Regions from separate parts of the Mus musculus genome. Here region 2 is linked to region 1. The links are chromatin contacts, called in public ChIA-PET maps. All regions are on one chromosome and are shown on one strand. The core of a region is the stretch at or near the end of the contact, and the rest is flanking DNA. Distances in the headings are between cores, read along the strand shown.

Region 1 (4,121 bases), core at 1,346-3,845:
TATAACTCCATGACAGAATATTTTCCCAGGACTCATGAGCCTCCAGCACCAGCATCAAAAATTGATGGAATGAAACTGAGCAGTATTTTACAGGATAGTTACCAGCCTCATAACAAACATGGGTGTTCTGCATTAGGTCCCCTGGTAGATGACATGGAGTTTGTGAGAGGCTACAGAAAGTGACATTTGGGAGCCACAAAGCCTCCACTCAAATCCTGCCTCTGCTACATATTAGTTATGTGCTCTGTGACTTTGCTCAGACACTTATGCTATTTGTGCCTGTTTCCTAAACTGTAAAATTGCCCTCATAAGGCTATTCTGAGAATTGAATCTTTGTAAAGTTCTTGGCATACAACAAGCATCACACAGTGTCATAGAAAGTTAATAGAGCCTGGGTTTTATAAAAGACACAACAACAAAACAGCATGAAACAAACAAAAACCCCAAGAGAAATGAAAAAGCAAACTGGTATAACACAATATAATGTGCCATCCTTGGGTATTTCATTTTTCTGGTTCTAATATGTTCTTTGAATAGCTTCAATAAATAAGAACTATGAGTTATGAGGTTTAAGGACATCTAATGCATTCAATGAATATGATGAAAATGCTCTAGCATCACATAGGAAAAATAACTAGTGATGACAGCAGTGTTCCAGCAGAGAATATAAACTCCACTGTTTATGTTTCTTGAAGTCTTCTGAACCTAATACCAGATATTACTCATAAAATCAGTCACCAAATAGATAACACTGACCCTTCTTCAGAAAGAACCTGTTGTCTGCTGTCGGGGGTAGGATATGCCCGTGTGGTGCTGGGGAGGGAACCTAGGGCCTTTGCACATGCTACTGTTCTGCCACTAACACACTTTTAAAGATATGCCCAAAGACTTTTTCCCAGGAAAATGGCTCATAGTAGTTAAACTCAAGTCAAACTTTCTTCCAGTATCTTTTCTGACTTTTCAATCTTCACCCTACCCCACCCCCACCCCACTATATATTCAAATGGTCTCTCTTTCCAGTCATCTCTAGCACGAGATACCCTACTAGCAGGAGTCCCTTGCTATTTCACCAGTTCCTCACACAGAATCTAGTTGTTCAACCAGAGATGGTGTCTAGGTGCTATATCAAGTGTGGCATCTGTTCCTCCAAAAAAGGAAGAAAGCCGTCTGGCTCCACCTTTTCCAGTTACCCTAGAGGGCAAAGTCCAACCCTACAGGAAGCCGTCTCAGGAGCACCTGTAGTAAGTATTATGTATGGACGCAGGAAATTCATATCCAGTCTATCAAGAAGAGGCTATCATTTGAGGGCTCAGCAGCTAACAGTTCAGTACCTAGGAATATAGCCAGGCACTTCCTGTTACTGTTGAAATCTCAGCGTAGTCAGTAATCCACTATGACAACTCTAATCACCATGCTCTGTGGCTATGCTCACAAGAGCCTTCCCTTCTACCCTGGAGGACTCTGGTTAGTGTTCTGTTTACTTACTTAGTTAGCACAAGAGAAAAAAAGCCTTTTTTCGACGAGTGGGGGCAGTGTCTTTGAGACAGGATCTCACTATGTGGCTCAGGCTGTCCTTGAACTCACAGTGTAGAACAGGCTGACCTCGAATTCAGAGATCCGCCTAGCTCTGTCTCCCAAACGCTGGGATTAAAGGCAAAGGGTGGCCAGCACCTTTTATTTCTTGATGATTAAGCTGAAGGGTTACTTTTGTTTAAAATAGAACACCAGGTAAGTCTCTACCAAGTCTCCCCTCATTTTCTCAGAGAGACCCTTTAAAACTTAGTTCATATCCCCTCTCTTCCTTAAAGGGCCCCTCACTATGACCCCAGCTTCACCTTGCAGGCATCCTTTCTGGATAACCTAGGTCCCATATCCTCCCAGGGTCGGTTTTCTTTCATGAAGTTATCCATCTTCCCCGGAGATCCCTTCCATCCAGGCATCCCGAAGTGCAAGACACTCTCCCTACTCTCTTTGGGACAATACTCCAGCAACCGCACGGGGCAAGGGTAACTTGCAAAGCTCTGGGCCATTATCTGATGATGGGCAGTAGGGGAGGAAAGGATGAGGGAAGACAGGACAGAGATCGATCCCTGGAATGGAAGGAGGGGTGAGAAAATTGAGAAGCTGGCGCCCCATTCCTGGTGCAGACCCTTCCCGACCAGTGACCTAATGAGGGATCCATGGTCTCTTTCCTTCAGCCATCCTAGGGACCAACTAGGAGGGGGTTGAGGAGATGGTCCCTCATGGGCAGCACGACTTCCGCCTTCCTGAAGTGTCTCACGTGCGCGCGCTCGGCTACTTCGACTCCGGCCCGAGCGCTCGGGTTGCGCGCTTCCCATCCAGTCCCGGCTGGGGCCCCGCGCCTCCCTCCTTCTGGGGCTTCCCCACTGCACTGACCGTCAATCTGGAGGCAGCTAGCAGTCCCGCGCCGCCTGCTGCTGCCCCGGGGCCCAGCCGCCAGCGTCCGCGATGGCACGGGCACCCGGCGCCACGGCTTGCCGGACTCGGCCTCACACGGGGCGGTGCGAAGGAGAAGCCCATGGAGCTCCAGGCGGTGGCGGCAGCCGCGGCTGCGGGAGCGGCCACCGCGCGGGCTGATGACGCGCAGGCGCGGTGGGGAGAGGCGCGAGCTGATGACACGCCAGCGCGCGCGGTGAGCTGAGCAGCATGGCGTCGGTGGCGCTAAGCGAGGCCGAGAAGGTCTACATCGTTCATGGAGTGCAGGTAGCGGTGGCGGCCGCGAGTGCAGGCCATATTGCGCAGGGAGGAGGTGCGGGGCGGCCACGTGGTCAGGACGGACGCCCGAGGCTTAGTGCTGCAGCGAGTGTGCGTCCTGTATGCCTAGATGTCCACAGCTCTCGGGATGGAGGAGATTCCTAGCTCATCAGGGAGCGGCGGGCGGGCAGTTCCCGAGGCTGCAGTTTAATGAAGGAATGTCCTTGTGGCCTCTGCACGACCTGAGAGTGCAGTGCCCGAGATCCTGTAATCAGAATAGCGGCACGTGAATGGACTCTGGTGACTTTGCACACAGAGGCCGTGTATCCGAGGGGGAAAAGGACTTTAAAATTCTGACAGCAAACACCACACGCCACACACCCCCTAAAAACAGGAAAGAAGGAAATGCATCGGTAATAGAGTGCGTGCTTAGCATGCTCCAGACCTTGGTGGCTGGCACCTGTAATCCCAGCAGCTGGGAAGTGGAGACAAGAGAATCAGGAGTTTAAGGCCAGACTGAGCTATAAAGACCCAATCTTAAGAGAAATCACGCTGACATATACACACACATGTCTTACAAATAGAGAAAAATAGGGAGTGTTTTTCTTTCTGGCGGTGCTGGAGGTTGAACCTCTTGGCCTTGTGCATGCTAGGCAGGCATTCTATCATGGAACCGCATTCTCAACCCTTTTGTTTTTTTGCTTTTTTTTTTTGAGGAGGAGAGCTTTATATCCAAGGCTGGTGTGTAACTCCTATCAGTCCTGCCTTGGCAGAAGGCATGCCTTTTCACCACCCGCTGAGAAGAATTTTTCAAAGCAGACTGGTAGTCTATGGTGTAATTGTTGATTTACCTGTTTTACTTGTGGGGCGCTTAGATCTTTGGGTAGCTACAATGACTACCGCGATCTGGGCTCAGTCCTGCTTTTGAACGTTCAAGAGAAGTGAAGAATGTTTCCTGGCAACCATAATCTAGTATTCTACAAGCCTTGTCCCTACAGTTGATCTTGTGATGTAGTCATCATAGTAAGGTGACCTGTTACCATTTAAACTACATAATGCAAGTGAAAGCATGTTCTTTTCTAAATCATATGACATACTGTTATTTTCTACTTCATATAGAGTAAGGAATGCCAAAATTCAGTCATTAGGTTTCATATTAAACTTGAGTAATAAAAATCCAAACCCACAACTCATTAGCTTTTTAGTTCAAGATCAGGTTTAGTAATAGTGGGGTATATGCACAGTGGGTTGTATGGGAATGTTAAAGTAGTCAATCCTAGGGGTGGGGCTTCCCTTTTAGTTTTTAATTTTTTTTTTTTTGCCAGAAGTGTGACTCTGTCATTCCATATCCCTAGTCTTCATGGTGACATATTAAGTGCTGATGAGTTTTTAATTTTTTTTTTTTT
Region 2 (3,841 bases), core at 1-2,500, 380 kb after region 1:
AGGCAGCGGCAGTGGGAGTGGCAGAACGATAGGGCGGCAGGCTCCACCCCGATGCACACAGTGAAACCTGAGCAAACAGGTTTCAGGCTGAGGGGGTGGGGGAGGTTACAGGCTACCTCCCAGCCAAGATCCCAAATATACTTGGGTTTTTTTATTGCTCTGGCCCTTTGGGCTTCAGGTGTATTCTGTGTCTCTCCAGACCCCCATGGCTGGCAGAAGTCTCTTTACTCTTTTTTTTTTTTTAAAGATTTATTTATTTATTATATGTAAGGCGTCAGATCTCATTACAAATGGTTGTGAGCCACCATGTGGTTGCTGGGAATTGAACTCAGGACCTCTGGAAGAGCAGGCAGTGCTCTTCACCACGGAGCCACCTCTCCAGCCCTCTAGAGTCTCTCTAATCTTCTCTTTATTTCCCAGTCACTGGCTTTTCCAGTTTTTATTGACAAGGCAGAGAATAAATGATGAACGTTGTTTACACAAACCTAAGACAGGAGATTCTTGACACAAGCATTACAGTGCCGGGCCCAGATTGCAACAAGATGTGAGGGCAGAGAAATCAGCATTTGAACAACACGAGGGTAAACTTTACACAGTGCACAATATCATTATGCCTACATAACTGTGGTCCTCACAAGAGCAGCACATGCTGCTAACTTGCGAGCTGTCGCTCCAGCCTGGTTGGTATTGTTTTTATGAATATTCTTGGATCTCTTTGTCCTTCAGGAAGGATTCTGTGAAATTATTGGGTGAGTTAAAAAAAAAAATGTGGGGCTGGTGAGATGGCTCAGTGGGTAAGAGCACCCGACTGCTCTTCTGAAGGTTCGGAGTTCAAATCCCAGCAACCACATGGTGGCTCACAACCATCCATAACAAGATCTGACTCCCTCTTCTGGATTGTCTGAAGACAGCTACAGTGTACTTACATATAATAAATAAATGAATCTTTAAAAAAAATGTGTCTAATTGTCCTTTAAAATGCTATGTATCCTTTTGGGATTTCCCCCTAGAAGAGTGTGTCCATGGGCTACCTGGCAGTGGGCCGTCAGCAGGCTTAGCTGAAGTGAAGTGTGCTGTTTTAAACTCCCTCTTCCTTTGAGGGGGAGAGGCATTGAGGCCAGGAGCTGGAGATCACGGGCAAATTTACAGTGATTGAGAAGTTGCTATCTGAACTTCCTTTCCCACTGAGTGAAGTGAGGCCACGTGTTCGGTGGCAGCTGAAGAAAGAGGTCTGCTGCAATGGTTGTAGCACCAAGTGGCTTTAAGTACTTCCTTTGTGGGTTAGTGATGGCCTCACGGATTGGCTCAGGAACTGCAGAGTGCATGAGAGGGTAGAAGCAGGGGCATCCAGAGAGTCAGGCAATGCTGTGCTGTTCTCACTCGGATCTCATCCTCATGTGCACATGAGGATCAGCTGGTACACTTTGATTTTGGACACTCTGGAGGTGATATTGGGCATCCACCAGCACCTTGCCTGAATAGTGCAAGGTCTAGAGGAGGTGATTGGTAAGTAGACACTCAACACCAGTGGGCAAACGGTACCTCTGGGGATATTTCATCTTTAGTGTGGGAGGGACAGAGTATTGCTAGGGTCATTAGTCTAGTTTGATACAATGGTATGGTCCATTTCTAGAACCTGTTGATGCCCAGAACTCTCAGAACTGGCAGGACCACAGGGTAGATAGCCTTTAGCTGAGAAAAAGCCCCACTCACTTTTCTCTTGATTTAGTAATTTCTTTCTTTCTTTCTTTCTTTCTTTCTTTCTTTCTTTCTTTCTTTCTCTCTCTCTCTTTCTTTCTCTCTCTTTCTCTTTCTCTCTCTCTCTCTTCCTCTCTCTCTCTCTCTCTCTCTTCCTTTCCTTTCCTTTCCTTTCCTTTCCTTTCCTTTCCTTTCCTTTCCTTTTTGGGTATTCGTGTAAATCTGGTGGCCTCAGGATTGTGCAAAGTCTAAGGATAGTCAACAGCTTCTCTTCTTTTTTTCTAATGTTGAGCCCCAGCCTAGGCCACTTTTGTGAGGCCTCATGCAGGATCCAGGTAAGGTGGGAAGCCCCTTTGCCCACTGTGGGAGAACAGTTTCCTCCAGGTAGGCTGAATGCAGTCACCTTTGCTCTTCATCCCATTGCAGCGTCTGCAAAACATGTCTCCAAGTGATAGAGAAATGCTTATGATTGGACAAATGCTGTGTAGCCTACTGGGCAAAGGGACAGGACACAGGGCTGCACTGTCACCTGCAGAAGGTTGCCTTTTTATGGAGGAGCCTTGTAGTTGAGGTTTCAAGTGGAGATGGCCTTTGGTGTGGGTGTGGTAGCAACAAGGCAAAATGGGAGGTGGGCTAGTCCAACAGTGGGAGGTCAGGGGCATGGCTATTCTGAGTGGTTGATGTGAGGACATTTTAAAAAGAGTATAGAAGCTTAGATTTTCTTAGTAGTAATTGGTTTTTCAATTTAAAATAGGAACTCTGGGGGGTGTAGTGGCACACACCTTTTAACCCAGAAGGTATGAAGCAGAGGCAGGCCCATCTCTGTGAGTTCAAGGCCAGCCTGGTCTACGTAGTGATTTCCAAGACAGTGTACTACATAGTGAGACCCTGTCTCAAGAAGAAAAAGAAGGAACTCTAAGGCAGAGGCAGAGGCAGAGGCAGGTGGATCTCTTTGAGTTCAAGGTCAGCCTGGTTACATATCAAATTCCAGGTTAGCCAGGGCTACATTATCTCAATCAATCAGTCACTCAAATTAGGAATTCTGAAACAATGCAGTAACTTTTTTTTACCTGCTGTGTTCTGGGAAAGCTTTAAAACACATATAAATAATTCATATAATATTAAATTTTCAGCCAACTATGCTGACACATACCTGTAGTCCCAGCACTCAGGAGGCTGAGGTAGGAGAATTGTCATTGAGTTTGAAGTCATTGTGGGTTATATAATGAGTTCCAGGCAAGGCTGGGCTACAGAGTAAGATCTTGTCTCAATACGTTTAAACATATCCAAACTCTTTTGAGTTTAGGTTTCCCCCCTGAGCTGTGTTGTAGTCATGGTTTGCTTAGGATTTGGTTTTTTTTTTGTTGTTTGTTTTTTTTTTTTGAATGGTGGGAGCCTTTGAAAGCTCTGGGCAGGTGTGAGAACTGTGTGTGTGTAGGGGAGGGCGTGTTGATGGTAGCTGTTTTTTGTACTTGTAAGAACTGAGCCCTGAGAAATCCATGGATGTGGTGTTATGGTAGGGAGGGTATTCTTTGTTCCTTGGCTTTTTCAAAACTTTTTAAACATCCGAGTTTTCTTCTGACTTGGTGCCTTTCAGGTTCCTGTGTGAAATGCAGCAAAGGGGTGTTTGGAGCTGGCCAGGCCTGTCAGGCCATGGGAGATCTCTACCACGATGCGTGCTTCACCTGTGCAGCCTGCAGTAAGTGTGCAGCAGTGGGGGTGGAAAGAGGAACACAGGCTAAGAGAGTGGGGAGAGGTAAGACTGTAGAGATGGAGCCCTGAGCTTCCTACACCCTAGGCAGCTGCTCTACCATGGAGTCATGCTCCAAGTGGATCATCCTTTAGAGTAAGGATTCTTAACTCCCAGTACAAAGCTAATGAAATGAGGAGACTTATCTCTAAGTACTTCAGATAGTGATAGTAAGTTGAGAGGTTTCGAAGTAGTCCTTAATAACGTTAGAATTGTAATGTACCGTGGAGGACTCAGGAAGAGAGGGAAGAGATGCTCAGTACCCTGTCAGTTATCTCCCGTACTTCAGGGCCACATAGCTAGAGGACCATTGTTCAGTTGCTATACCTCGTGTGAGGTGATGAGTTGAGCCAACTGCTCACTCATCAGTTGAGTCAGCTGCTCACTGTGGAG

What was found. ChIA-PET counts read pairs in DNA pulled down with a chosen protein or histone mark.
Region 2: a contact with region 1 is called in an RNA polymerase II ChIA-PET map of memory CD8 T cells, with 12 read pairs. The contact joins the enhancer-like site here to the promoter of Zdhhc3 in region 1. A contact is called at or near these places in 14 of 39 promoter capture datasets (the 3T3-L1 cell line, 3T3-L1-derived adipocytes, the HPC-7 cell line and 8 more), 2 of 484 Hi-C or Micro-C datasets (bone marrow-derived macrophages and muscle stem cells), 11 of 115 datasets of contacts at active chromatin or transcription factors (bone marrow-derived macrophages, double positive thymocytes, embryonic basal ganglia and 5 more) and 3 of 9 other capture datasets (adipose tissue, embryonic stem cells and macrophages).

Annotation. Positions count from the first base shown.
Region 1 is chr9:123,110,599-123,114,719 of GRCm38.p6, forward strand. Zdhhc3 (zinc finger, DHHC domain containing 3) reads right to left here and starts at 2,596. Exons shown (of 7, transcript NM_001372538.1): 1 at 2,398-2,596. It overlaps Exosc7 (exosome component 7), which reads left to right and starts at 2,633. Exons shown (of 8, transcript NM_001081188.1): 1 at 2,633-2,724. The coding sequence starts at 2,668.
Region 2 is chr9:123,496,836-123,500,676 of GRCm38.p6, forward strand. It overlaps Limd1 (LIM domains containing 1), which reads left to right. Exons shown (of 8, transcript NM_013860.2): 2 at 3,296-3,397. Among named protein-coding and RNA genes, the nearest start is that of Limd1, 20 kb to the left of the region's middle. Within about 2 kb of position 1,251, at least 54 of the 459 cell types and tissues checked have an H3K27ac peak or open chromatin away from gene starts, as enhancers often do. A contact at or near this core is called in memory CD8 T cells, where this site is marked.